4 separate regions of the Mus musculus genome follow, and all the other regions are linked to region 1. A link is a contact called in public promoter capture Hi-C data. All regions are on one chromosome and are shown on one strand. The core of a region is the stretch at or near the end of the contact, and the rest is flanking DNA. Distances in the headings are between cores, read along the strand shown.

What was found. Promoter capture Hi-C pulls out the DNA fragments that hold promoters and counts their contacts.
Region 2: a promoter capture Hi-C map of the C10 cell line shows a contact between it and region 1, with 2.4 times the contacts expected there. The contact joins the promoter of Rgp1 here to the promoter of Enho in region 1. A contact is called at or near these places in 3 of 39 promoter capture datasets (the C10 cell line, embryonic stem cells and liver).
Region 3: a contact with region 1 is called in a promoter capture Hi-C map of embryonic stem cells, with 9 times the contacts expected there. The contact joins the promoter of Dnajb5 here to the promoter of Enho in region 1. A contact is called at or near these places in 10 of 39 promoter capture datasets (cranial neural crest, embryonic stem cells, hippocampal neurons and 3 more), 3 of 115 datasets of contacts at active chromatin or transcription factors (astrocytes and embryonic stem cells) and 1 of 9 other capture datasets (liver).
Region 4: a promoter capture Hi-C map of stem cell-derived epiblast-like cells shows a contact between it and region 1, with 5 times the contacts expected there. The contact joins the enhancer-like site here to the promoter of Enho in region 1. A contact is called at or near these places in 5 of 39 promoter capture datasets (the HPC-7 cell line, embryonic stem cells, epiblast stem cells and 2 more) and 1 of 115 datasets of contacts at active chromatin or transcription factors (embryonic stem cells).

The regions. Positions count from the first base shown.
Region 1 is chr4:41,638,158-41,643,976 of GRCm38.p6, reverse strand. Enho (energy homeostasis associated) reads left to right here and starts at 3,675. Exons shown (of 2, transcript NM_027147.1): 1 at 3,675-4,063; 2 at 4,976-5,819. The coding sequence starts at 5,135. The coding sequence ends at 5,365. It overlaps Dnaic1 (dynein, axonemal, intermediate chain 1), which reads right to left. Exons shown (of 20, transcript NM_175138.4): 20 at 5,819. It overlaps Gm12405 (a long non-coding RNA gene), which reads right to left and starts at 1,002. Exons shown (of 4, transcript XR_001784269.1): 1 at 924-1,002.
Region 2 is chr4:43,576,143-43,581,961 of GRCm38.p6, reverse strand. It overlaps Rgp1 (RAB6A GEF compex partner 1), which reads right to left and starts at 3,227. Exons shown (of 9, transcript NM_172866.3): 1 at 2,959-3,227; 2 at 2,453-2,587; 3 at 1,939-2,075; 4 at 1,583-1,666; 5 at 1,336-1,485; 6 at 952-1,098; 7 at 647-774; 8 at 286-475. The coding sequence starts at 2,568. Gba2 (glucosidase beta 2) reads left to right here and starts at 3,098. Exons shown (of 17, transcript NM_172692.3): 1 at 3,098-3,946. The coding sequence starts at 3,615.
Region 3 is chr4:42,947,786-42,953,604 of GRCm38.p6, reverse strand. It overlaps Dnajb5 (DnaJ heat shock protein family (Hsp40) member B5), which reads right to left and starts at 3,738. Exons shown (of 5, transcript NM_001355438.1): 1 at 3,601-3,738; 2 at 2,662-3,129; 3 at 220-464. The coding sequence starts at 2,843.
Region 4 is chr4:42,896,698-42,902,516 of GRCm38.p6, reverse strand. It overlaps Gm52697 (a long non-coding RNA gene), which reads left to right. Exons shown (of 2, transcript XR_003955203.1): 1 at 1-1,586. It also overlaps a transcript of Phf24 not described here. Among named protein-coding and RNA genes, the nearest start is that of Gm52697, 5.6 kb to the left of the region's middle. Within about 2 kb of position 3,371, at least 2 of the 459 cell types and tissues checked have an H3K27ac peak or open chromatin away from gene starts, as enhancers often do. A contact at or near this core is called in stem cell-derived epiblast-like cells, where this site is marked.

The sequences.
Region 1 (5,819 bases), core at 2,426-4,925:
TGGATTACAACCTCAAACTGAGAGCCAAAACAAACTCTTCTTTAAGTTACTTTTCTCTGGGCGATGTCCATGCTTTTAGTCCCAGTGCTCAGGAGGCAGAGGCAAGCCCATCTCTGTGAGCTTGAGGCCAGCCTGGTCTACAGAGCAAGTTCCAGGACAGTCAGGGCTACACAAAGAGAAACTCTGTCTTTTTTTTTGGTGGTGGGGGGGGGGGTTGAGACAGGGTTTCTCTGTATAACCCTGGGACTAAAAGCATGTGTAGACCAGGCTGGCCTCGAACTCAGAAATCTGCCTGCCTCTGCCTCCCAAGTGCTGGGATTAAAGGCCTGTGCCCCCACGCGCCCGGCAGAAACTCTGTCTTGAAAGACAACAACAAACAAAAGATTCTAGCTTTGAGTTGCCTTTGGCAGGGTACTTTATCATCCCAACAGGAAGTAACTAAGAAGGTGAGCTTCCCGTTGCTGTAACACTTGAGATATTTAACATTTATTTGTTTATCTATTTTCTTAATTGTCTCTTGAGACGGGGTCTCATTATGTATCTCTGGCTGTCTTGGAATTCACTCTATAGACCAGACTAGCCTTGAACTCATAGAGATCTGCCTGCCTCTGCCTCTGCCTCCCAAGTGCTAGGATTAAAGCCCTGAGCCCCATGCCCTGCCAATACCCAACTTTTAAATAGGAGAGGGAAAAAGGGGCTGGCAAGATGGCTCAGTGGGTAGCAAATGTTTTTGCTACCATGCCTGATGATCTGACTTCCATCTCGAGCACCCAGCTATGGACCATGAGAACCAACTCCTGAAAGTTGTCTTTTAACCTCAACACCTGAACATGTACATACATACATACATACATACATACATCATACATACATTCATAAGTGTAATAAAAACTTTTAAAGTAAAAAGGTTTATTTTAGCTCACAGCTTTTTTGGTGTCATGACTTCCTGACTTGTGGCAAGGTAGCACTTCAAGACAGGAAGAGAGGAAAGCCAGCTTGCTTCTGCCAGACAAGAAAAAACAGAAGAAGAGATTTAAGCCCTCCAGCCCCTTCCAGCAGCACCCCCCCACAGTGGCCCAACACTCCCCACTGGGCCCTGCTTCTTGAAGTTCCTACCACCTCTTAACAATGCCAAACTGGGGACCCAGCCCTTTGGGACACATTCTAGATCTAAACTCTAGCAGTTTGTGAGGCTTTGTCTGGCAGACAACGGGCAGATAATATTGACTACTCGCCATTCTGCTGCTCCTGCGCTGGGCTTCTGGAAGTCCTGCATCCCACTCCATGGTGTTCTCATGTGGGTCCTGCTAACCGTTTGGCTCCCGTGGCTCGAGCACTTGTTGAGTCGTCCAAAGTTAAACACATCTGAGTACTTTCTGAGAGGAATCTCAGACTGTATCCTAAAAGAAGTGGCAGCGACAGCAGGGGCCGCTCCACCAGTCTGTCCATGACCACCTGGAGTCTAGGTCCTAGACAATAAGATTTTAATGTCTGGAATTGTTTGAAGTCTTCTTTTCACCATGTGGACCAGGCGAAGATTGTGGACCATATGAGAGTGGGGCGACCAGGGCGTGTGGCAGCTCTAATGTTTCGGCCAGTTCTGACTCCTTAAGAGAGCTCACCTACTTTTCCGACTTAACTCTCACCCTGTTGCAAAAACTAATCGGAACCGGACCTCATTCCTGAACCTTGGAGCTGCTTGTCCGTGTCTGCTAAACAGCTCTACTAAAGCATTCTACCTCAAATTTGACATCTCCAAACATTACGGCCTTAGTTCTTTGCTGAAACTTATGTTTAAATTATATTTGTCTAGTGGGGACAGCTGTGTGCTACAGGGTGTAGCGTGGAGGACAGGGAACAGCTTGGTGGAGTTGTGTCTTGCCTTCCTTCCACCATCATGATTCCAGGGATTGAACTCAGGTCATCAGACGTGGTGACAAGTGGTTATCATGGTTGAAGCATCTCAGCATCCCCTCTTCTGGGCTCTTTATCACGGGGCATTGCCTCACAGTGCTGCAGCTGGTAACCAGTTACCCCAGAATGTCCTCTTCTTACTTGCCCTGCCTTCTGAGTTCTGCCTACTGATGTACCTCAATACCCCAGTGTGTTTCTGCTCTGTCAAGGATGTATTTTTACTCCCTCATCATTGTGAAAGGTAGGAGTATCTTTCACTCTCAAATGCTTTTAAAACTCCTTTCCACCCAATGGCCCAAATCATCCTTCTAATTTCTGGCTATGATCACATCACTCCGATGATGCTCAAAATTCTTCAGTGACTCCCCACTGTTTCCAGGATGAAATCTGAACCCCTGCGGCTAGGTCACAAATTCACTGGCATTATACTCAGATGTGCGACCATATGTCTCTCTCTTTCCTATAACTGATCTGATCCCTCTCACAATACCCCCACCCTGCTGGGTAACAGGGGGGAACTAAAATTAATCCATCCTGACAAACTCCACGGGGTCCGTAGTTTATTTTAGACAGCCTCTAACACAGCAGCTTCAGATGATTCAGCCCTTGAGATGGCTTTACACTCCCCTTTCTCCTTTTCTTGGAAGGAGGAGCCCTGCCCCTTAGCCACCTGGTCTTGGCTTGTCAGCTGACATTTGCTGAGATGTGGTTGGTATGGTATAAATGAATTAGTGAGAACCTAAGAAGTAGCTATTACTATGACAGTTTTATTGAGAAGAAAGCTTCGTTTAAGAGAGTTAGAAAGTGGAACCAGGAACCAACACCACTGTGACTCCAGTATGCATTTTGCTGTGAGTATAGTATTCTGAGGGAAGTTAAGGCTGGATGTGGGGCCATGGGTCTCTGACTGTCCATGGACAATATGTGATAGAAGCCACACACAAGTACACTTAAGAATCACTAAAGGGCCAGAAATGTAGCTCCTTGCATGTGTGAGCCCTGCTACTTAAGGGTCTGAGAGGGGAAGGCCTACTTGACTGCTCCTGTCCAAGCTACCTTGGTCTCAGAACTGTTAGGATGGAGAGTCAGGCCATCCATGCCGTCTGGATCTAGTTCAGCCAGAGCTGGGCCATTCTTCAGGTGTCTCAAGTTCCCTCCAGCAAGCCATGCACAACCCTGTGACCAACACTGGGTGAGAAATCAGTAAAACGCAACAAAGGTCATGAATTCCCAGAGATCACACTGTTATTAGGACTAGGGGCAATCTACAGGCGCTGTAAAGTGGACATGAGGTACTCTACACTCTACTGGGAGAGGGATATGTAGAAAGATGATAGGTGAGGAGGGTCAGGTGTGGAGGCACATGGACTTTCTCAGATAATAGAAACAGACTTCTCTCAGATATGGAGGGGTGGACGCTTCACATGTGGGGGTGCATTCCAGGTGTGGAAGATGCAAGAAATCCCTGCAAAAAGGTGGGCTGACCCTTCACCTTTTCAAGGGATGGATCAAAACAAAGTGGCCCCTATATACCCCTCCTCTCACCCTTCCCAAGCCCCTCCCTCCTTCTCTCCTGCACCAGGATGGTCGTGTCCCACCCCAGAGCACAACCAATGGCGCGGGAACTTGGCCCGGACAGCCAATTGAACGGCGGCAGCGGCACAGAGATGGCTCCTCCCCCAAAGGGCCGCAGGCCGCTGGCCACTCACGAGGCGGGGCTCTCCGCTGTTTTTTGCTGCCCGCCGAGCTCAGCCGAGCTCAGCCGACTCCCTCCCGCCGTAGCCGAGCCCAGCCGAACGCAGCCGAGCCCAGCCGAACTCCTCGACGCTCCTGCCGCCGCCGCCCGAGTGCTGCCGAGCGAGAGAGCGAGCGAGCGAGCGAGCTAGCGGCCCCGGCCGCGGAGGAGGCGCCGCCCCAGGGGGAGGAGGTGCCCGCTCTCCGCAGACCGCCCGCGGCAGAGGCCGGCCCGGTCGCGCCCCGGCGGGAGCGGCCGGCGGAGGCTGCGCGGCCCAGGGGGAGGGCCCGGGGAGTGGACGTCGCCCCTGCCCGCCTCTCGCCGCCCCCCGCCCGCAGGCTCTGGAGCCTCAGTCGGCGCTGAGCATCCCGTTGTCCCGGACCCTCTCGCGGGCGCGCACCGGGCTCAACTCAGGTAAGGGGGGCTCCCCTACGGGCAGAGGGTCGAAAAACAGAGATCTTGGACGAGTATAAAGAGGCAGTGACCCACACAGAGACAGAGAGACACACAGCTTGGAGGAGAGATAGACACAAAGGCAGAGACACATGCAAGACGCACAGAACCACCGATACCGACCCCATGGAGACCTGTCCCCGAGGGCAAAGGGACATGCAGTCGTGAAAAGAGACAGTGATACACAGAGAGACTGGTAGAGAAATGAGACTCAAGACACTCAGAGATAGGGACACAGAGAGACAGGCAGCCACACACCTTCAAAGAGGTGTGTTTGCAGAGGCAAGGATGCAGATCCAGCGAGAGACAGAGGGACAGGAAGATGTACGTTCAGACACACACCTGATCCAGAGAGGCAAAGTCCCAGGGAAAGGTACACCTAGGCACACAGCCTTGGGTATACAGAACCCACACGTTCCTGCCAGAGCCTCCACAAAGTTCCCTCTGTGTGAGCTGGCACCTCTGCAGGTCTCCTGGACTGGCTGACTGCAGCCCTCAGAAAGGAGAGGATGCCCTAGCCACTACAATCATGGTCATAATCTTCCTCCTGGGCCTTAAGCCACCTCAGTCCCGCCCACCAACAGCACATCTGAAGGGCTAGAAGCATGGTGGGCAGGGCTAGGCTGTACCCACCAGTTCCGAGGAGAATGAGAAAGAGGCTGCCTGCCTACTATAGCTTCCCCACTCTGGCTGCACCACAGCACCCAGGGGCTCAGAGCCAGGCCTGAGGGCGGAGGTGCTGGCTTTGTGGGGTACCTGAGACTGCTGGGACTCACTGCTCTCTGCCTGAGGCCAAAGATGGAAGCTGTCCCCCTAGGCTTCAGCCCACTTCTTCCTCCTCACCTCCGTCTACTTTCCTCTGTACTTCCTCAGGCCCAGGACTGCAGGTGGGCATCTTCCCTGCCAAGAAGTCGCTGTGTGTGGACAGGACAGCCACCTTGGATGGTTGGCCACCCCAGAGTTGTGCCTCGGCATGGGCCTTGCCGCTGAGGCAGCTCCACTGTCTGCGCTGGCCTGAGGGTGCTGTCTGTCATGGGGGCAGCCATCTCCCAAGGGGCTCTCATCGCCATCGTCTGCAATGGCCTCGTAGGCTTCTTGCTGCTACTGCTCTGGGTCATTCTCTGCTGGGCCTGCCATTCTCGATCTGCTGACGTCGATTCTCTCTCGGAATCCAGTCCCAACTCCAGCCCTGGCCCCTGTCCTGAGAAGGCGCCACCACCCCAGAAGCCCAGCCATGAAGGCAGCTACCTGCTGCAGCCCTGAAGGGCTCTGGCCTAGCCTGGAGTCCTGGACCTGAGTATACCTGAGTCAGAGCGTGGAATCGGATCCAAGAAGTCAGTCGGCCTGGGGTCCAGTCGATTTGACACTGGACCCAGCAGCCTAGATTGTAGCCAGCCTGGCTCCAAGAGAGGCCTGAGTGGCCCTAGAGAGAAAGGCCTGGAGGGGGGGTTAGGAGTTGGTGCTAGGGCCAGGGCCATCTGGACTCTGCTCCATCCCAAGGGCCAAGGGCTGAGTCCATGCCTTCCCTAGGCTCAGCACATCTGGGCTCCCTAGGTTGGGGAGCAAACGGGAACCCCATGGCAATAATGGGAGGGTGTCCAGGCTGGGCCCCTTCTCTGGTCCTCCCACTGTTTGTTGGGTAATAAATGGAACTATGGCTTGCCCCGAGATTTCTTTTTTTAGGGGCTGTGTGGTAGAACAGAAAACAAATAAAGGT
Region 2 (5,819 bases), core at 1,978-4,477, 1.9 Mb before region 1:
CAATTTAACTACCTAGTAACCTGGGATTGGGATAGCCGAGACTTTGTAGCCTGAAGTGAGTGTGCTGAGGAAGCTAGAGATCAGTGCATCCCAGGGGTAGGAACAGTATTTAGGGGTCAGTACACCTAAGAAACAGAAGTGGAGTGGAGAGGTGAGAAAACGCAGAGGGCTGGGCTAGATGTGGGTATGTCTGGGGGTGCTTGAGGGGTCACGGCCCACTCCACCCTACCCAAGACCAGCATTCCCTACCCCCACTCCCTTCTCCAGTAGTGCTCCGGTTCTCACCAATGGCAGTGCAGAAGCCAGGGGTAGAGCAAAGAGGGATGGGGAGAGAGAAGCTGGTTCTGGTTGTATGTAGGCAGGACTCCTGGTGCCGGGCATGAGTCACATGGGACACTGAAGGGGCAACTCCGGTCCCGCGGCGTCGCTGGTATTCGGGCTGTACCCGTTCTTCAGTCTGCAAGCTTACTGAAAACTGGGAGCAACAAGAGAAATGTACACTCGCGGGCATTTGGAGATGTGGACTGTAGGTTAGAGGCAGCCCTGATCCTCACTTTCCATTTCTACAAAGCACCCCTCTTGACAAAGGCCCCCTTGTCACCCTTGCCCATCGGGTGGAGCACAATGAAAGCTGCTCTTTCCTCACCTGCAGACAAGCTACGGTTCCTTCCCCTAAATTTAAGGTTCCCACCACGTCTTCGCCAAGTCTGTACACAGATTTGAAGATACCGAACGTCCCGACTTTCCCTCGGCCATCGCTGATATTGTACAGATCTGAGGAGAATGAGATACCAAAAGTCTACAGTTTATACTGGGGAATACGAAGGACTGAGTCCCAGAGGCCAAAAGGAGGCTTTTCTTTGTAATGGGGGCAAAATATTAGTGGACCCCTGAAGAGATGTGGTCAGCCTCTCAGACAGGAGTACAGGGCAATTCTGAAAGGATTCTTACGGAGGCTGCGGCAGGATGTGGCAGCCATGAGACGCTCCCCAGCTAGCTCAGCCAGCCATGAGTCCTTCTTCCCACTGTCATCCTCCTCTAAGAATGGACTGGATGGCGCCACAGCCTCATCCTGGGGGAAGTGGACATCTTGAAGACCTGGCATGAAAAAGCAGAGACAGTGCTGGGAGGAGTGAGATGTGAACAGACAACTAACTGGTTTTAGACTCCAACCTGAGAAGGCTGAAGGGGAGCTACATCTGAGCTCTACATCCTAGCTTCCTCTCCATCCCTCGTCCTCAGCATGGTCCCTAAAACCAGGAGTCTCCGAAGGTCCTCCCACATATGCTTAGTAAGCCTCTACCCCCACCGCATCCCTTCAGGAACCTAACTTACCAGTCAGCACGAGAACTCTCAGAGGAACCCGGAGTAAGGTGATGGGTGAGTTCACGCGCTGGCAGCCAATGGTCAATTTGTAGACATATTTGACTGACTGACCCCGAAAGGAAGGCGGGCCCTCCGTGGGCAGCACTTCACTGTAGGAATCTGGTTGGGAAACAGTAGACAGGGCAGCTAGAAGCAGCCAGAGTCCTCCCTCCAGGAGACTTAGAAAGCAATCTGGGGTTGGGAGACAATCACTCACATGATTTGGACTCTCCAGGGTCTAGCCTCAGGTCACAAAACAGAATTTTGGGTGGAGTAGAAAGGATACACTGGCCCCTCTCACCTATGAAAAGTCAAAAAGACTTCAATGGACTCCATTGTCCATTGCCAACCAGGGTCACACAGCAAGTGGAGGCAGGGGAAGCCGCCAATTCTTTCTGTTGTAATAAGGTAAGTCTTATAGTCCCAAATCAAGCTACCTTCCCTTCCACCACTGATGTGTTGGTGACCATGTCATACAAGAACAACTTAACTTTACCCTGGGGTGACAATAACTTCCCCTCCCTCCATGACAAACACACACTCTCTCTCTCTCTCTCTCTCTCTCTCTCTAACCTCGGTGTGGCAGAAAGACAGTCTGGCTGTCAGGCTGGACGTCCGGCTGACTAGAGTCAGGGGGTGGCAGTGCTACTCGACTCTCGCTGGCATGGAACTGGCAGTGGATCTGGGCACTGGCCCAGGCCAGAGCCTCACTGTGGAAAAGGGAAACGAAGGTATGGGAACCTAGTTCTTGACTTCACCAATACTTTCTCTAGAAAACTGTCTGACCAAGATCACCAAGGTTAGATGACTATCTTAGTGACCAGGGAATCCAGAACCCCTGAAATAAAACCATTACACAACAACATCAAGTACATTGAACTCAAAAAGGAGTGATACCGGGAGGAGGAGCAAAGGAGAGTAAGGGGTCCTGCCATCCACATATTTGTTTAAAAGCCCTTCATTACAATGAGCAAGAAGGTGGTGATTGATGCTAGTGTAGTTACTGAACAACCAAAGCTCTAATTAGAACGAGCGATACCAGGCTTCCTCCCGGAAGGGCCACCACCTCCAATACCAGCATCCCCACCTGGATGCAGAAGTGGCGGTCGGGGGAAGGGGATTAGTGACAGTCACCACACATTCCAGAGCCTCCCCCGCCAGAAACACAGGACCTCTGCTCAGCTCAGCTACCACTTCGATCATGGCAGCTCCGGAACCAAATCTAGAAGGAAACAGAGTGCCAGAAGTCAGTACGGGGAAATGAAGGAAGGAGTGTTTAAGACCTAGGCTTAAGTCTAGACCTGAGTCCGAGGGGGGCAAGAAGTGGGTTGTTTTTTTTTTTTTTTTCAAGTTTCAGTGAGGGTGGGAAGCACTGGGGTTTAAGGAGCTGGTGGGGTGGCGGAAACTGACTCCGAACTGCCTGCGGGAGGGCGTCGCTTTAGCTCCAGACCTCCTTGCGCCCAGGGTTAGGCCCCTTGCGCCGCCTCCCAGGCCTGCCTCTGTCCCCGCTTCCCTCGAGGCTCCACGTCCTAGCCCAGGACATCGCCGCGCGTCTCCAAACTCAGATTCTTACGCATGGAGGTCCTCACCTACCCGCCCCTGCGAGACCGGCTCGGAGCTCGGTGGCATCCGCGGAGTCTGTCGCGCGGCAGAGGCGGGACTTCCTTTGTCACATTTCAGGGTTGAGGCGCCCCTTCCGGTCCGACTTGCGGGGTGCTTCCGGCCGGAAAGGGATCCGGTGGTCCCGGGTCTGCGGGTCACCTTCCCAGCGGTGGCACCTGAGCGTGGGCGCGGGGGATCCTGGCTGCAGGGACCCGGTACCCAGCCCTGGAGCCGCTGGAGCCGCAGCCCGGGGCGGGGCCGAAGGTCGCCGGGAGCTCCTGGGCGGGTCCCAGAGGCGGTGCTTTGCGGGCAGGTACCGCGGCACCGCCCCCGTCCGTGGAGCTGGTCGGCCCTCGGCCGGGCGTGCTAATCACCGCGGCCCAATGACAACAAGGCCCAACCCTTCCCGCCTAGGATCTAGAGACGCGACCCAGGGAGAGGCCGTGGCGACTTTGTTGCTGTAGCCGCTGCTGCAGCAGCAGGAGCTCTCTGACTTTACCCAGATACCAACGTCCCACGGCTTTCCCCAGCATCGGGCCCTCCCGGACTGCACCTAACTGCAACTGGCATCAGCGTTTTGAAACGTCAGAAACCTGTCAGAGGGAACCGAGGCCACCGGGGTCGTGAGGACCCAGGATCCAGTGAACATGGTAACCTGCGTCCCGGCCTCAGAGCAGGTCGGCTGTGCCGAAAGAGATTCCCAAGTTTATTGTGAAGATACTGGCGGCACTGAGGCTGTGCGGGTTACAGACTGCGGGAGCCCCGAGGATAGTGGACCCCAGGATGAACCAAGCTACTGCAATTCAGAGGACTCTGGGCAGCTGATGGCCTCCTACGAGGGTAAAGCTAGGGGCTACCAGGTGCCTCCTTTTGGCTGGCGGATCTGCTTGGCTCACGAGTTTGCAGAGAAGAGGAGACCTTTTCAAGCTAACAACATCTCTCTCAGTAATTTGGTAAAGCACCTCGGTATGGGCTTGAGGTGAGTGGATTCCGTTGCCTAGAACGCCGTGGTTCCTATGATCCCATTCAGGCTCCCTGCCTAGGTTGGAAAGGTGGGCAAGCTGCTGGGCTCCTAGTTCTATTCCAGCCAGGTATACCATATCCCCTGCATTCTTTAGCCCTGCAGTTTTTGAGGGTGGAACTGAAGAACATTTTGTTTTTCCTTCATCCCTCTTTTCCTAGCATCTTGTCTTCTCGGAGCATTTAGTCCTGAAGTCAGTCTTTCCTATTTAACTGCTGGTCCCCCTTCCCCCCACCCCCACCCCCACCATGCACTTCCTCTTTCCCAGGCGTCCCTTTGAGATTAGCTATAATTTGTAACACGGTAGGAGAACGCCAGTCTCTGCTGTGCTTGATACAGTGTTTTATTTTTTGGAAGAGGAGGTTCTTTAGGCTGCATTACCCTGGCAGCTGACACCTTCTGTGTACCTTATTTAAGCGCATGCTTCTTCAGTCCCAGAATTCTTATGTCTCTATCCTCAAGCTCTGATTCCTGGAATAGTTGATCTTGGCTGTTGTCAACCCTAAAGAGAGGGTGAGAAGTTCACTCTGTTCTGTGACAGATGGCTTCCATACCAAAAATAAAAGCGAAGTTGGGATTGGGCAGAGTCCTAGAGTGCCACCTACTTGGGAGGCTGAGACAGGAGGATAATTTGAGCCTAAGAGTTCAGGGCATACTTGAACATCACAGTGAAAGCATCCTCCGGTAACAAGTGGGGAGAGCTAGGGATGAAGCCCGGAAGTAGAGAGCATGCCTTCTACCACGGAGATGCCTCCCCAGACCTCTTCAGATGACTTTAGCCAGCAGTGCTTTGCTGGTCTTCCAGCGTTTCCTCATATCCCAGAGGTTACAAACACTGCAGGGCAGGTTCTACAGAAGCTTCTGGATTCCCCACTGAGTTCAAGGACTAGTGATGAAGGAGCATTCCGATGAACAGGAACAGGCAGACAGACAGACAGAGAGCATCATTCTGAGTCACTTCACATATAAACACAGCACTGGGGAGGGAAGCATAAAAGTCACCAAACTCAGCCCCCAAAGCTTCTAAAGTAAGGGTCCCTTCTCTGCCGCGGTCGGTGCCGTGGAGCTGTGGTGGGGAGGCCACTTACCTAAGCCTAGCCCTAGGCAGTGAAGAGGGCCTGGCACTGCCTGGACATTTGGCTCCTGCGGGTGGCCCATCTCAGAGAGTCGTCCCTCCAAGTAAGTTAGGAAGCTAGTGGTCAAAGCAGACAAAAGTAACTTCAGGAAGAGTTTGTTTGAAGGTACGACCCGTCTGTCTGTCATGGCAGAGAAGTGATGGTGGCAGTCACACGGTATCGCAGCCAGGAGCAGAGAGCAATGAAGGCTAGAACTCGACCCTCTTTCTCCTTTCTATCATGACTCCAGGACCCCAACCCATGGAATGTAGTCACCCACAGTTAAGGCGCATCTTCCCATTTCCATTAACCTAAAGTATTCATTCCTCACAGGCACGTCCATAGGCTTCTCTCTTTGGTGGTTCTAGATCTGGCCAAGTTGTCAGTAGGAATTAACAATCATGGGCTGGAAAGATGGCTTAGTGGTTAAGAGCACTGACTGCTCTTCCAGAGGTCCTGAGTTCAAATCTCAGCAACCACATGGTGGCTCACAACCATCTGTAATGAGATCTGATGTCCTCTTCTGGTGTGTCTGGAGATAGCGACTATGTTACATTAAATAAATAGAACTTAAAAAGAGAGAGAGAGAGAACAATCATATTGTTCCAGCCAAATTCTAACCCCAAATCCTTTGTGTCAAAATGGGATCCACCGTACTGAGATAGGCACATGTGGTTAGGATAAGGTCAAGAACAGGTATGCATTCATCCTGGCCT
Region 3 (5,819 bases), core at 2,489-4,988, 1.3 Mb before region 1:
AAGGGAAGAAGGTGGGGGGAGGGGGAGGCCTCTGGCACAGTGTCCAGGCCTCTCTAGGGCCAGAAGGGGATGAGGGAGGGAGAAGAGTGTGGTGGGGAGGAGAGTGAGTCGGGGCCAGGTAAGTGAGGGAACTTGCCTCCCTCAACGCTGCTGCTGCTCCGAGAACCAGGGCTCACCCAGGGCTCCAGACAAACGGGGTCTGGTGCTCTGTCTCCTTACCTTCCTCACCATACTGGTCGTACAGGCTCCGCTTCTTAGGGTCACTCAGCACATCGTAGGCCTCAGCAATCTCCTTAAACTTCTCCTCGGCGTTGGGCTCTTTGTTCTTGTCTGGGTGGTACTTCAAGGCCATCTTCCGATAGGCCTTCTTGATCTCATCCTCATTGGCCCCAGACGGGATCCCAAGAATCTTGTAATAATCTTTTCCCATCACAGCCACTGGACCGGTGCTGGGCTCCTTGTTCCTGAAAGAGCCCAGGGCCAGTCTTTGATGCCCTACTCTCTACAGCCCAGGCCCACTCCTGATGATCCTGCAGTCCTTAAATGACTCCCTGTGTGACCTTCAGCAGGTCATGCCTATTCTCTGGGCCTCTGTCTCCCCATCTGTAAAATGAAAGTTTTGGGCTAGATGATGTCTTCCCGTTCTGACATGAACCATTCCATGATTCCGTCTCAGCTTCTGGCTGAAGATTGTGGCCTACTTCTTGGGGCTAGGCAGAGGCCCAGGCCCTTGGGGCCAGCCTGAGGACCCCCGAGAGGCCCTTCTGAGCGAAATGGCACTGTGGACTGACAGACACACACAGAAGCTGGCGAAGGTCAGTGCACTGAGTGAGGTCACCTGAGCTTCACAGTCTCTCCTACGCCACACCTCAGGCATGATGCCCGGGCTGAGGACAGCTGGGTCAGGAGCCTAGGATGGGGAACAGGCTCCAGTCTCCAGCCAGCTGAATTGGGGTATGGGAGTTTGGAGTCTTTTCTGCCACCGGGGACCCCAGATCTCTCTGTCCTTGTCCCCCAGACTATGCTAAGCCTCACATGTGACTCAGATCACAGAGTGACTCACACCTTTGGAAACTGCTGTTTCTAACACCCTCGTTAGCAGGGGGACACTCTCTCCCCCAGCCAGGGTAACATTGCCTTTACTCATTTCCCAGTATTTACACACTGAAGTGTGACTGCTTGTCTGCGCTGCCTAAGCACCAAAGGCAGTGAACAAAACCATCAGAGAAACGGCCTTCTTAAAGCCTAGGTGCCAGGAGACCATGGACACTAACCTCCATGTCTTAAATCCCTTTGCTGCAAGCCCCTCCTCTACCTACCCTTACATTTTAGGATCTGACTCCATGCTAGGCTAATACTCCTAAGTGGGGCCCAAGGACATCAAGCCAGGGTTCCTACTCTTAACCTGCTTCCATCAGTGGACCTGAGGAGGATATGAAGGGAGGGGATATGAAGGAGTGGCCACGTGCCATCCTTTAGCCTTTTTGAGGTGTAGCCAACCCTTGTAAAACAGGGAGAACCAGAGTCTTTCTAACAATGTCCTGGCAGCCAGAGCTGAGGCCTGCCTTTCTGCCCCTGACTACCTCACAGTAGTAAAGTGTACAAGGCGTCCTGGCAGGAGTGAGGGCTGTGACAGTTAAGGGGGCCCCAGATAGGCAGGGAGAGTGACCTTAGCTCCTGCCTGCTGCAGGTGGCTAGGTTGACTCATGGTACTGAAAGCCACCTCACTCTGACAAAGAGAAGGCACTATAAAGGCGGGTACTCCCCCATCTCCCCACACCAGCATGTCACGCCTGTGGGGGAGCCTAGAGTTGGGGGAGGCAGAGAAGAAAGATCATCTGGAGGAGGGCAGCCATTTTCGGAAACGGCATTAAAAGCAGTCTGAGAGGGAGATGGGTGGTCTGCCATCTTTGCCTCAGCCCACACTTTCTCTCCCCCAGGACAGGAAGAAACCTAGAACAGCAGCAACAGGGTGCCCAGGGAACTCCAGCGGCTTCCAGGCAGAGGGCAGTGACCCAGCTTACCAGCCCACCCACCGTTTGTAGTCCTTCAATATCTCTTCCCCACCACAGCCAGCTTCCTCTCCGGCACCCACCTGCTAGCTGCTCTAGACCCATAATTCTCTTGCCTCTACAGACACAGGGCAAACTCTCAGGACCTGCCTCCTTTCCCTCCTTCTTTCCACCCTCCTTCCCTCTCCCTCCCCACAAGCCACGTGGTAGGATGACAAAGGAGCCCCAAGGCATGGCTCTGCCTTTGATGAAGAATGAGTATGTCAAGGTAGAGCTAGGGATGAAAGAAAAAATGAGGACAGATAGCAAGAGGGACCATCAAGTACAGGGAGGAGACAGGGTCTGACGGACAGGGATGAGAGATGACAAAAGGAAAAGGCTGAAGTGGACCACACGTTACTGATGGGTTGGGAGGGAGAACCTAAGAGCTGAAATATTGGAGATATTCGTGGAAACATGAGTTTGAGAGAGAGATGAATGACATGGGGTACAATTCATTCAAAAGTACAGGTGAGGTCAAGGGGACTCATGCACATACCGGGGGGAGATGAGGATGACAGGGAGGAAGGAAGGAGGCAATGCAGGGAATGGCTGATGTGGAGAATCTGACTTGGCATGGGTATGAGCGCCCTTCTCAGGAGGGACTTACCGAAACTTTACAAACCCATTCAGCGTCCACGCTCGAAGTTTTAAGGGCTCCAGCTGAATTTTAAACATCAAGCTGGCTAAGAAGTCTTCTCCCCAGAAGTGTGGGAAGCTCCGGAAAGCTCCTCGAGCCTGCAGTGGGGGTGCTGCTGGGGGTGGGCAGGACAGCACTGTGCGCTTAAACATGCCCAGCCAAGCCCCTCACCTCTGATCGCTCCACCGGAGCCTGCTTGGGACGCTGTAGCTCTGGAAGCCACCTCCTCAGATTCCCAGAGGCCGTGACCCAGCAAGGCCTGTATCGTGCCCAGGGAGCTGGACCCGGTCCCCAGGTGTAGAGTGCAGAGAGAGGATCCAGTGGCCACCTGCTCTCAGGTGCAGCAGTGTCTGGCTGAATGATGTGAGCGCCTGTTCGGCTGTGTGACAGTGAGGCTGGCAGTGACAGTGTGTAGTTGTTGAGTGGCAGCGTGTGTACCTGTGACAGGTGTGATAGTGAGGGCCTGAGAGTCAGTGAGCTCCTCTCGCCTCTCTGGGGAGGACCCAAGCCCAATCCCCAAGAACCTACTCAATGAAGTCACTGACGGGGAGTCTCCTCCCCCGCAGATGGGCGGGGAGGGGCGGGGCAGAGCCGAGCCTGGCCCGGACAAAAGGCGCGGCAGGGAGAGGAAGGAAGGGGGTTCGCGCGGGGGAGGGGGGTCGGTGATGTCACCCCAGCTGGCTGGCTGGCCTGCTCAGAAACGCCTCCGCCCGGCGCAACCCAATCCGACCCGACCCAACCCGACCCTTGTCGCAGATACCCAGCACCTGGCAGACCCCGAGCTCCCAGGCCCCTCACCCCTACGACAGAGGAGACTATGGGCCCACGGTGTCCCAACCCCCCATACCAGGACCTCTCTTCTCGACGCCCCACTCCCGGGACCCCCGAGTCCTCGCTCAGCGCCCTCACCGGTGAGGAGCTGCGGGCGCCGCCGCGGTCCTTCTATCAGCCGCTGCCCCCTCCCCCGGCTCCGGCTCCGCCGCCTCCACTCGGGACAGGAGTCGCCTGCCCGCCGGCCGCAGACAGCGGGACCGGGAGCCCGCCCCCACGGCTCCGCCTCCGCGCTTCCCATTGCCCGGTCTATCCGTCACTCAGCTCAGACTCTTCTGTGATTGGATACCTCTCAACGAGCGTCCGGGTGATAGCCACCTCTTCTCCGCCCCTGTCACCCGGCCACACGCGCACACATTCCGGGCAGTGATTGGTGTGGGTGTGATTGGTGCCCTCTGGGATCAATCAACCACACCTCTTCTCCATCTCGTCGTGTTATTGGTGAAAAGAACATAGGGAGGCAACTCCAGGCGCCCTTTGATTTTATTGGCTGGTCCCTGTGATTTCGACCCAAGCCAGTGTGGGCAACTATATTAGTCCAGTCTCCAGTATGAGAAGGTGAGACATTCTAGCCACCGCCTGAGTCCAGGGAGAACCTTCTGGAACGAGTGCAACCTCAAAGACAACCTATTAGGAAAGCTGCACTCATCAGTTGTTGGTGACACCAGGCATTCTTTCGAGTCGAAGGAGAGGCAAAGGCTCTGGATCAGTATCCAAAGCTCATCCCTTCTTACTCGTCTTCTATCAGATTGTGATCCAACTTGACCTGGCCTGGTTTAGCTTTCCCTTGTCTTGACCTGGGATTGACCTGCCATGGTTTAACTGTAACACAAAACAGAGCCGGATAGAGCTGAGATTCTAAGTGCCCCTGTGATTATCCTCTGCGCTAGTAACTGGTAACACCTTCCTGAGTCTCTGTCCAGATGCCCTCCATCTTCAGTCCTTTCACAGCGGCTCGCTTAGGAGCAGTGGCTTCTCAGCCACTTGGAGTCCACAGTGTCCAGTTCAACCTCGTTATAAACTAACCTTCCATCTTCTCCTCGCTGCCCGCCCCCCCCCCCCGTCCTTTTTCTTACCCCCTGTGATACCTGGTCTTCCCTCACACCAAATTTCTGCCCTGTTCTGTATCTTTTTACTTCCCCCTCCATCTCCCGCCTTTTGTCTTAATTCTTAATTCAATTCCCTGCTTCCATAGTCTGCAATCTCATAGCTCATAGTTCCCCCTTTAATCTTTTACCTCAGCTTTTCATGATCCTCTTTCTTAGCACCCTCATGCACTGTCATCTCTGGCCCCCCAGCCCCCTAGTAAATCATTAAATCTCAGCCCCAGTGTCCCCGATACTCGGAGCAGGCGGGCCTGCGGAGGCGGTCGCCAGCGGAAGCCGCCGCTCCAGCAGACACCGAGCTTGGCGCCCACGTTACTGTCTCCCAGGCCCATCTGTGCTGGAGGGAGCGGGGGGGGGGGGTGGATGGGGGTAATCTGGGGGTGAAGAGGGGGAGGGGGTTCTTGGGAGATTTGGTGACAAAGGCTTGAGAAAATTCTCTCACCTTATTCTTCGCCAGTTCTCAGGACCGGATTTAGATATCTATGAGGCCATGAAGAGCAGTTGGAACTGTAAACTGAGGCTTGGAGTACCTAGGCCCCAGAATAGGGCAGGAAAGGGGACTGGGTCTTTGGGGGTGGGGGGCAAGTTCTGCATATTCTTAACAACCCTTCTTTTCCCATTGTTCCACATGAACTCCCAAGTGCAAAGGAATTTGAGTTTAAAATAGAAAAAGGAGCTAGGGTGAAAAGAGGAGTTGGGCAGAGGGGCAAGGAAGGGGGTGTGGAGCCCGCAGTATGAGGACTGAACAGGTATCTGGTTGAAGGAGATGGGATGGGAACTGGATAAGGGGGCCGTAAGATGCGGGTGGGAGGCAAAGACAACTGGGCAGGTGAGAGGAAGGGGAGATGGGTCAGGGGGAGACTGGAGGAGCAATAGAATGGCAGGACAGAGAAACCAGATGAGGCAGAGGGAGAAGGAAGGGATGAGGCCACGATGAGGGAGTGGCAGGGAGTGGACATGGTATCCTGGGAAGAGGCAATCTAGGAATGGTACTGGCCCCAAGGATTTGGGGGCCACCAGTATCCTTCCTCCTGATGTGAGGGGCCCTAGCTGTGTTTCTTCCTAATTCTAGGCCTGTCTCTTGCTGCTCCCAGCCTTGCTCATGCCAGCACAGAGGGAGGGTTTAGCCATGAGCCTTTACCTGGCTCAGCTGATGATAAACTGTCAGCCTGGACTTCAGGGCCTGGAGGT
Region 4 (5,819 bases), core at 2,122-4,621, 1.3 Mb before region 1:
CAAGTAACGATGACAAGATGTTGTGATAAAGTATCAGGAAGGGATTCCTACAGTTTTATGGAAGCACCGAGCAAAGGGCTTCTGCTCAAGGAGGCACGTGACAATGATGCCTGACAGGCAGGGGGCGCTGTTCCCTTCATTAACCACATGCATCCTATTCCCGTTGTTCGGGGGTGGGGTGGGGGGTTCCCCTGGCATACAGCAAGTAGCCGTTAGACATTTTGTTGAACAAATAAGAGTGTGTTGTGCAAGGACTAGTGACATGCTGGAGTCACTGGTGGTGGATGGTGTGGCTGGAGAAGAGGTTGGGAGGGACCAAAGATTCCTGTGTGTGTCATACTGTGCTCAGGTTTGGAACCGCCCTGCAGGCTCTAGCTACTCTCCTGAAATCTTTCAGTCGGGACATTGTAACCTAACTGGCTTTAGAAAGATCATCCTAGAACCGAATGACGTTCGAGTTAGGATAGTAATACAGCAGCCCGGGAGTATTTGGAGCAGAGCAGGAGAGGCACAGCAGACTTAGCTGCCGCTGAGCCCAGTCACAGACTTAGGAGTTCAATTGTTCATTCCTTGAGCACCTGTTATGTTTCAGGCTGTGTGTCAACTGCTAAGGTTAGACCAGTCAGAGCACTTACTGCTTTGGCGGAGGACCTAGGCTCAGTTCTCAGCACCATACCTATGAGGCAGCTCACAGCCGCCTGTAACTCTAGCTGCTGGGAATCTGATACCTTCTGGCCTCCATAGGCACCTCACACAGGTACATACACATACACATAAGTAAAAATAATAAATATTAAACTCATTAAATAAGGCCCCTGCTTGAAGCCTATCAGAAGTGTAGACAAGTGAGCTGGCAAGGGCAGCCTTGCCTTGTGGTGAGTGCCAGGAGAGAGAACGTTTAAGGTTTTCTAGGGATGCACAGGAGAGAGGATGTGTAAAGCTAAAACCTAGACAAGTGAAGTTCTGGTGTGGTACAGGAGAAGCTGGAGGAGTTCTGGTTGTTCAAGGCCAAGGACTCTGGACTGTGGACTGTATAGTCATTGCCGGAGCCACGGCCTCTCATGGAACTCATGGGAGAGAACGATTGGTCTAAGAAGCCAACTGGACACCAGGACAGAGGTGAAAGGTTTAGGGACAGGGAGTTCACAAGAGAGGCCAGAGCTGAAGATTGGGAGCATCAATGTAGTTCTTGACGCTGCGGCTATACTTGTGATCACTTGGGCAGTGTAGATAGAGAGAGAGACACTGAAAAAGATCAAGGACACATTCTTCTAAGGAGCTGGGGAAGCTGCAAAGTCTTGGCAAGAGACTCAGGAGTAACTGAGGGAAGAGGGAAGGACTGGGAGAATATGAAGCCAGAAAACAACCAGAAGTAGGAAGCAGAAGACACAGGGAGGCAGAGACAGCACGGGGCAGCCAAGCTGAGCTCTTGCTGACTCTCAGCAGCAATGCTATTTTGGGGAGTGCATCGGTAGGGGGTGTGCCGGAGACAGAAGCTAGTGCCTTCCTCTAAGCAAGGACTATACCACCGAACATCACAGTGAGCCACACTGACCCCCCTTCAATGGTTTTCTGAGACAATCTTGGTAAGTAGCCTAGGCTGGCTTCTGCCTTCCGAGTGCTGTGGTTACAGACAGGCTGCTAGGCTCAGTCAATTTAAAAAGCTTTATTGACAGATTTTAATGGTGTATATTAAGCTTACTCATTGCATCAGACAATGTGGGTGTTGCTGGGACTGTCTCAAAAGCAATTTCAATGAGGAGTTTGGTGGCAGGAACGAGACTGGACAGGTTATGGGAGATAATGGGGAATTCAAAGACCTATCTTGCCAATGTCTCCATCTTGATAAATGTCCACATTAGAGGAGACTGGTGAATGTATCACCATCTCACTTAACCAAGGTTTCAAGGACCTAATGGACTTTTGTGTGGGAAATGTCTCTCACTGAGATCTAAATGATAGAGAGAACTTATACCAAGTGTGTTAGAGTGAGGTCTGTACTCATATTGCAAACCTGCACTTAGTGGATCTGTGTCTTTGGGGATAAGTCCTTGATGGTCCTCATCCTGTCTTCTTAAGTGTGAAATGGTTAAAGTAATGCATATGGAGTTCTTTGCATCACGAGTGGCATGGAGTGTGTGTTAATAAGTGTCAGTTATTATATTGTACAAGATGACAAAGTTGTTCAGCGCTGGAATCCAAACTTTATAAAGAGCCTGTGTCCTCTACATAGTGCTTTCTCTCAGCTTATAGCTACATGGATATTAAGACAACGGGTAATTTTCTGCATTATTTAAGCCCACCCCAATATCTACCCCATCCGTGAACTGCTGGAGAGTGTGAAGGGGCTCAGAACCAAAGCTGCAGGACCTCCATGACACAGGACAGCAACAGGATATCCCTAGGGTAGCAGAAGCCAGAGGTCTCAAACCAGACAAGTGACTCATTGCAATGAACATTTGCCAATAAGATGTTTTGATAGAGGAGTATACTGTGTGACATGCTGCAGCTTCCACAGGGAGATATTTGTTTGTTTGTTTGTTTGTTTGTTATATTCTTTTTGGAGGGAGGTTGCAAGGGTGGAAGAAGATATGGAAGGACAGGGATTGGAGTGCATGATGTGAGATTCACAAAGAATCAATTAAAGAGTTAAAAAAAAGGTCATCTGCTTGTTTGTGAATGTAAGCTTCTTTGTCCTGTTGCTGACTCCTTTTAACATTCCCATAACCTCATCTTTATCCATCAAATCAGTTCATTCTTGACGTGTCCAAGCTTCACTTTCAAATGAAAGAAACCAAATTCAGGCAAACCCGAGCGAAGAAAAATATGTTGAAGAAAAGATTTATGTAATTGGGGTCACACAGGGTGAAGAGATGGTTCAGCAGGTAATCGATCGTGTGTACTGGTCCTTCAGAGAACTTAAGTTCACTAGGTGAACTGGACCTAAGGTGACCAGGGAAAACTTCGAGTTAAAGGACTGCCTTTGTTGGTGCAGTGATTCATTGTGTACAACATGTGGTGTGGTGGACCAGTGCCTACAAAGGCAGCAGCGCTTCTTAGTCACTGCTAAACTGACTAAGGCCAAGACTTTGGCCACTAGCAAAGAGCTAGAACCCAAGCAGGAGAACCTTTCTATACTGCAGCACAAAGAGGACACAGGACGCAGCCCGAGATGATCGATCTGGGAGTTTGAGTGGCAGCACTCCAGAGACCCAAATAATCAGTCAATGCAAATCTGTCGTGTTTGGAGAAACCCTGGACCCTGACATATGGGAAGGGACATCTGGATGAATGCTCTTGGGTACACTGGCTCTGAAGCCCTTCTGAGTGCTAAGACTGGCCTGCTTCTCTTTAGTAAGCCCCAGTACTTAGCATTTCAATAGATGTTTCAGATTCCACCTTGGTCCTCAGCGGGCAGTAGGTATTCCCCCTTGGAGCCCCACCTGCCTCCTGCTAGGCCAATAATGCAGAGCTAAACATCAGCACAACCTAGAAGGGGAAGCCAGCACAGGGTAAGGGAGAAAAGATACAGTGTATAGTTGGATCTAAAAAACATAACTGTAACATAGTGATAGAAGCAAGATGATGTAGCCAAGATTGCGTTTTGAGTATGATTTCTTTTTAGGTTTTATTTTATTTTGTATGAGTGTGTTTGCCAGCATGTGTATAGACACACACACACACACACACACACACACACACACACACGCACAGATGTGTATGGCAGAGGTCAGCAGAGGTCAGAATAAGGTATCAGATTCCCTGAGACAGGAGTTACAGGGAACTGTGAGCTGCCATGTGGATGCTAGAGACTGAACCTGGGTTCTGTGAAAGAACAACCAAATGCTTTAACCACTGAGCCATTTCTCTAGCACCTGAGGGTGTTTTCAAAAGGGTATATGTAAGGTTAGATAAACAAGAATTCACTAACTTGTGGGTAGTTGTGTGTATGTGTGTGTTTGCATGCATGTGAATGTATGTGAATGTGTATGTGTGCCTGTGCATGTGTGTGTTTGTCAACACATGATTCAAATCCCTACTAAGAACCCAAAAGGATAGAATGTTTCTTAGAGGCTTGACAAATGTGGCTGGTGCTGAGGGAAAGCAAACCGCGGGCGCTCTCCTTGAAGTGGACAGAGTAAAGCAATGGGGGAAACGGGCAAGCAGAACAGCACAGTATGTGAAATTATAGCATCATGTATGTAATATAACATCATAGTTGGTTATGTTCCACCGAGAGCCCAGAGACACACCATCCACCAGATCACTGCAGACACAGTAGTGTCAGGGCCACGGGCATCCAAGTGGTGGCTCTCCTTTCTAGACCAGGCTGACAGTGGGGAGGTCACAGATCTGGGCTCTTTAGTACCATGTAGGGATGAATGTAAGAAGCCATGATCATATAATGACCTCTAATGATGGAAAGGCAGCAAGGGGCTTGACCTAGAAGAAAAATAAAGCCAACACGATGGCAAATACGTACTGTGAGGATTCCTGTTATTCCTCCAAGGGGATGGATCTGTGAAGGCCAAAGCACATCATAGTTATAATACATTAGGGACCTCTGGGGGCCGGGTGATACATCCTGGCCTTCATCACATCAAAGTGGGCCTGCTGGGTTTGTAGATGCTCCCTGTGGTCAGTTCCTCTGTTCTTGATTGCACTGATGCACTTAAATGTTAGCGTAACTCTCACACTGGGCTCTTGGCCACTGGCGTAAAAGATATCACAGTAAAGAATGCCAAGTAGAAAGCTTTCAAATAGACCTTTTCTCCTCTCCCAATCAGGAAGGCAAACAGAGGTAATATCACATGCCTGGATGGATGCGGAGAACGTCTGAAGGCTGCCCTACGGAGTTGGAAATGCTAAGGATGGAGTTTATCTTCAACTCCAGGGTGGGAATCGCAGTGAAGGCCCCTGAAGTCCTGACCACTGCTGCCTCTGAATAAATAGCCATGCTCCCATGGTCTGCTTCCAGCCTGTGAGAGACCATAGCAGGGCAGTGCTCTGGCCGTTCTTCAGTGTCCCAACAATAGAAACCTGCGTTGAGCCTTTACCGTGGCGTCACGTATGCCCTTAATTGTTCTGGACTTCATTTCTCTTTTTGAGGGAGTGCTTGTGTGTTTGACATAAGAACTGGGAATTTCTCACCTCTCACAACTGTCCTTTACCAGTGCTGCTCAGAGTATCATAGCTTCATCTCTTCCCTCCGTTGTCCTCATCCATCTTTCGTTTCATAATTCTTATCTCTACTGGATCGTTTTCATTATTATCAGCACAAAAGAAGTCATGACACAACACTGTACCAGAAAAGCCTACACAGACAAATTACTTCCTTATGCTACAATCCTTTTCGAGCTAGGCTCTTCTCTGCTTTCTGCCTAGCAGGCTCCCCTCTTGGGAGGGTCCTTGCCAGCCTTCAGGTTATGAGTATAGCATTTGTTTCCCTGCTAACCTCCGCTATTGTGGTTTGATCTCTCTCTCTCTCTCTCTCTCTCTCTCTCTCTCTCTCTCTCTCTCTCACTCACTTACACACACACACACACATTCTCTCTCTCTCTCACATACACACTCTCATTCTCTCTCTCACACACACTCTCTCACACACACTCTCTCTCACACACACACTTTCTCACACACACACTCTCTCTCACACACACTCTCATTCTCTCTCTCTCACACACACACACTCTCATTCTCTCTCTCACACACACTCTCTCTCTCACACACACACTTTCTCACACACACTCTCTCTCTCACACATACTCTCATTCTCTCTCTCTCTCTCAACACACACACACATACACACACACACACAC